2 separate regions of the Zea mays genome follow, and region 1 is linked to region 2. Evidence: chromatin contacts called from public Hi-C data. All regions are on one chromosome and are shown on one strand. The core of a region is the stretch at or near the end of the contact, and the rest is flanking DNA. Distances in the headings are between cores, read along the strand shown. Region 1 holds the start of LOC103635572 (cation-chloride cotransporter 1). Region 2 holds the start of LOC100382828.

Region 1 (2,700 bases), core at 155-2,654, 610 kb after region 2:
GGGCTTCAGGTGGACGATGAGCTAGACGACGTGATGGCGTCGTCGTCGGATGCGGTGTCCAGAACAACCTGAGAGTCGTCGATGTTGGCGACAACCATGAGGCCTCCCTGCTTAACGATGGACAGCGCGGTACAGCTGCTCTGGACCGCGTCCAAGTGGTGGCTTCGCGGGAGCTTGTCGTACACAGCGGCGCATGCGACCACGTAAGACTGCTTTTAGAGGTCGAACTAACAGTCGCCAAGCTTCTTCTCGTCATCGATGAGCGACGCTAACGTGAGTGCCTCCTGCTCATGGTGTTTGTTCGGAGTTTCAAGTAAGAAACATGGATTCATGCTTGGCGTTGGTTTATGGAAATGACTCAGAAGTCTGATCTATGGAAAAAAATATTACGGAGAAAAATGTCACGCATGCAAAAAAAAAAGAATTTAAGTATAATACATTATGCAAACAAAATAAATTGCATGCAAAGCTCTTCTTTAAATAATATTATCTCCATCCAAAAATCTAATTCAAGAATCTCGGTGATACTTATCTACTACTACGCATTGTGAAAGGGTAGCAAGTGAGCTTGGTGAGAGATGTAATAGATGTGTTTCCTGTCATAAATGTAGACATAAACACATATGTGGTGTAGTGGTAGCTACTCCTAGCCTTTGCTTAAGAGGTCACGGGTTCAAATCCCCTTGAGGACATGTGTTTTTTTTAATTTTAGCTAGACGTGGACTGTACGGGGGAATGATGGGAATGACAGGTGGCAGAACACGGGAATGACCGACTACCCTTGCAGCCTTAATAGTAGTAGAGATATATTGATATTGGTCTTGCAATGGTTCTAAAATTCGAATCATCGATTTCAAACATGACCTAAATTGCAAAATGCAGAAATAAAAATGTAACATGCAGCGAAATTATTTTCCACATAGTAGCTCCAAGTTTATTGATAAAAAATAAAAGAGAATAAAAACAGAATAGATATAACACTAATTTCATATAAAAAATGCTTTGGGGGAGTCTCTCGGATTGCCAAATGTGGGGACAAGAAAGGATAAAATAGTAGCTTTTTAAATTTAGCAACATTGTTTAGGGTACCATTCGAGACATGTTTTTTTTCTAATAACTTCTTAAACTGAAATTTAGGAACCTTTTTACATAATAGTTGGAGATGGTCTAAAAACAGTGCAGAGTGAGCAATTAAACCCATATCCCGCTGCTCGAGAAATTTAGGTTTAACTATCAAACCACATGTACCTTTGTGTTTACAAATAAACAATAATTACATTTAAATTAATATCTTAATAACTATTTATATGATATATAAAAATTCGCAGCAAAAACACGACTAAAATTTAGCGAAAACCGGCCCAAAACGGCCGATTCTACGTTCGCAAAAAAGGACGATTCTACATTCGCAAGGCATAGTACGAAAAAAAACAGAGTAGTAAAAAAAAAGCGAGTTTCATGTCTTTACTTCCTCTGACCGTTGCCCACCTTCCGCAGCCGCCGCCACTGTCGCCGCTGGCGTCTCCTCCTCCTCCGCCACTGAAACCGCTATCGCCTCCCACCACCTCCTCCAGGTAAGCGGAGCATCCGGAGACCTCTCTCCGTTCCCCACCTGTTGCGCAGGCGCTGCTCCTCCCGCTAGCACGCGCCGCTGCGGATCTGGATCCGACGCCGGCTGTGCGGGGTTAGTTAGCGTGTGTACCTCTGAACTCTGGATCTCACCGGGATGTGTTCCGCAGCGTTCCCGAGGGATGGAGAACGGTGGAATCGAGGAGGCCGACGACGCACCGCCAGTGCCCTCGCCGCCCAATGGGCGGCGGTACCGGCCGGTCGGGTCGAGCGACCGCGCTGTGATCCAGATGACTTCCATGGAGCCGGGATCCTCCTCTTCCACAATCGATGCCGTCGTGACTCCCCAGCCGCCAAGGTGATGCGGACTCTAATCACATTTGCAGGTTTCGCGAGCAATTTGTTATGTCACGTGCTAGCAGATCGCATACGTGCTGAATTCAGAGGTTACTGCTGCGTGGATAACTAGTATAGTTGCTGCGAAATAGTGTGTGCATTCTCTTGGACATGAATTGTTTAGGACATGGGGTGTTGAACGGAGTAAGTGGAGAGTAGCGGTGGACTGTTGAGCATACTCAATCTGGGATGTTAGGAAACACTGAAATTACTATTTTGGGCCTTGGGTTGCTTCTTCCTATTTAAAACTGTGGTCATCAGGAGCAAGTCTGTGAGACCATGTCTGCCACATCTGTTTTCTGTTTTATGGGAGCGCCTGCAACTGCAATGCCACCATTGTTGAAATCAGTAGTGATAATATGGATGCCTGATGCCTCTTTCTTTTCTAGAAGATTGGATGCTTGACCGATGCTGAAATTGTTATTGAATTCAATAAATATTGAAACCACTACCGATTGCTTTGAAAATAGTCAGTTGCTCCATAGTGATGGTCACTTCTGATTGGTACAATGCTTCGATCATTAGTGGTAGTTTGAATTCTAGCCATTTCCTCTGTCCTAATATTTTTTTCAACTTCTAACCATAACTTAAATCATGCCTTGTGTCAAGCAACTGTTGGCTTGTCGATGTAGATTTAAGTTTTGTGTTTAGAGTGTTTGATGTCAGTTTGTAATACTTGAAAACATGGTTATTAAAGCGGTAAAACGATAAAACGTTAGGATACACCTTTTCAAC
Region 2 (2,802 bases), core at 5-2,504:
AAAAAACTAAACCATTAGCCCACTAGTTTAAAATCCCATTTTGACCCATGTGTGCACCTTCATCCAGTCGATGGGCTGGTCACACGGTCATGGGGCATGTAACCTTCTCAATCCCACTTCCCACTAGCTGCTAGACGCTCACACCGCTAGGAGCCGGGTTACCGGGTCAATCCCATCATGGCCTCACGCTCGTTGCTCACGGTCCCACCTTGTCACGTGAAGTTCGATTTTTGGTTAAACCAAAAACCGAACCGAACCATATGGCTAACCAAAGGTTCGATTTTTTCCTTTTCTAAACAAAAATTTAGTTGCCATTATCTAGAAATCGAACTTTAAAAAACAAAAAACTGAGCAAAAAAGTTTCGATTAACTGATTGCCCAGTCCTAGCCTTAGTCCCCACTCCCCACAAATACGACATATCATACATGTCCCTACGACAAGTATGGTGACCGATTGGTGAAGGACATCCGTGATACCGCCACGACCGAAGGCATGGCTCATGGTACGACTCTAGGAACAGGATAAGAATATGATAGTTAGGTCTTATCAGATGGGATTCTAGATTTATCTTTGTAATATCTCTCGTCTCCTGTACTATAAAAGGGAGACGAGGTTCCAGACTCTCTAAAGTTTAGAGAATGGTATGCTCTCTAGGTCACTCTACAATGGACAAACATAAAGGTGAATTAATATCAATAGATTAGAACTCACACAACAACTAAGAAGTAAGGACGAGCTAGGAGTTCTTGATGATTAGTGGTGCATGGGCTTGTAATTTTCTTGTTTATTAATCGATGAGTAGCAAAAGATCGGATAGTATTGCACACAACGACCCAAACCTAAGTGTCCTCATGCTGACACCTAGTCACGTCTAGATTTAACACACCGCGACTTACATCCCACACTCCTAAAACTTTCTCTCTTCGATATTTTACGTACTTTGATATAATATTTATGATATAAAAAATAAACTATAAAATATATTATCTCTATTTTAGTTCATGTGTTTGGTAATATAGGAACTAAAAGAGATTAAAAAATAGAACTAAAAATTAGATTATAAAAATTAAACATCCCCTTAAGGGCTTGTTCGGTTATTTTTAATCTGTATGGATTAGAGCGGATTGATACGGATTAAGAGAAATTTTAATTTGTTAGAGATTGAAACTCCTTCAATTCACCTCAATTCATATGGATTGGGTAGAACCGAAAGCCCTTCGTTAAGAATGATTGAGATAACTCTGATAGGGGCCGTGAGGTAATCCCGCAGTGCAGGTGAGCGACCGGCGCCTAGCGTTCTGTGGCCGCCGCCCTTCTGCCGTCCGACCGGACCAGGTCGCCGACGTCGCCCCTATCCCGCACGCGTCATCGCAGCGCCTCCGAGTCTCCGCCAAGATCTGCCTCGGCCACGGCGCGGCGCCGCTGGAGCTGCAGCCGTCCAGCCGACTGCCTTCCGCCGACCACCGACCACCGACCACTGGCCGAGCCGCCGCAGTGAGCCTCCTCTGACGTTCTTCCTGCTCTCCTATCTCCAATCTCGTTCTGCAGACAGTGATTGTATTTTTGTTCATGTGCTGAAATTGCGAAATAGAAATATTGATGCACAACTGCAAATACAAAGTAGATTAGGATCAGTAAATTGGAATGTGGTTGAATTTTGTTCATGTGCTAGTGTTGATCGACAACAGTAGAATTCAGACTTGGTCCAATATATTACTGAAATAGAGTTTTTTCATGTGCTAGAGTTGATTTGAAGTAGATGAATATTAAATACACAATGCTTTCATGTCCGTTAGAACCATAGGCCACACAATAAGTATATTTTTCATGGAAAGGAAGTTGCATTCTTGATGTTTGATTCCAGATCTGTGCTGTTCTATACAGGCTAGCTGCGCTTTGAAGCATGGGTCGTTTTGAACAAGTTACTCCAGAAGGCCCTGAAACTAATCAGCATGATGAGCAGCGCTCCATACGTTTACATGCATTTTCTGATCTATCACACGTCCCTGCAGCCACTTTTATTTATCTCTTAAAGGACTGCTATGGATATGGTACGCCTACAAATAAATTGCATGTTTCTCTATTTATATTGCTTCATCTATTGAAATCTACTCTGCTGCTGATCTTGTTTCACTGTGAAGTTGAATTCTCACAGCATATCTTCTAAAAGAGCTGCTGAAAGGAGACAATCATTACATTTGTATATTGTTAACTACTGGCTTTTCTTATCAGTTCCTATGGAATCTGTAATTGGAGGGACAGAGTAAAATTTTTAATAATCACAATATGTTTTTTTATCACTATCACAAAATTTTATCAAAATTTGACTGATGTAGTAATGCTTACAAATAAATTACTGTTTATTTAAAAACAAAATGTTCTCTGAAATTTATATATTTTTAAATGCAGTATTGCTATAACCCTTAATTATCTTCTTTATAGCTTTTATAATGCTTGGTTATGCTGACATCTGAGGTTCTGATCTTTTGTTAACTTTTAACTCAGGTACGAACAAAGCAACCTCAAAGTTTAAGATCCTCATGCAGCTGGTAAAAGTGGCATTGCATAATGGTCCACAGCCAGGCCCGTTCACATATGTTGTCCAGTGTATGTATATTGTACCTCTGCTGGGGAAAACTTATTCTGAAGGGTTCAGCCATATGTTGACATCCTCTTTAAAGCACTTGAAATCTGTGGAATCAGCACAGAAAGATTTCTTGGAGGCAAAGCACCTTGCCGCACAACTTGTTCTTGATATCCTTGATTCTATTGTACCCCATGAGAACCGCATATTGGTCAAG

The links. A called contact is a pair of places that touch in the nucleus more often than the background predicts.
Region 1: a Hi-C map of ear shows a contact between it and region 2, with 2.4 times the contacts expected there. The contact joins the promoter of LOC103635572 here to the promoter of LOC100382828 in region 2. A contact is called at or near these places in 2 of 25 Hi-C or Micro-C datasets (ear and endosperm).

Annotation. Positions count from the first base shown.
Region 1 is chr8:96,039,686-96,042,385 of Zm-B73-REFERENCE-NAM-5.0, forward strand. LOC103635572 (cation-chloride cotransporter 1) reads left to right here and starts at 1,405. Exons shown (of 14, transcript XM_020543276.3): 1 at 1,405-1,574; 2 at 1,740-1,927. The coding sequence starts at 1,752.
Region 2 is chr8:95,431,527-95,434,328 of Zm-B73-REFERENCE-NAM-5.0, forward strand. It overlaps LOC100382828, which reads left to right and starts at 1,255. Exons shown (of 11, transcript NM_001361684.1): 1 at 1,255-1,495; 2 at 1,886-2,052; 3 at 2,507-2,802. The coding sequence starts at 1,905.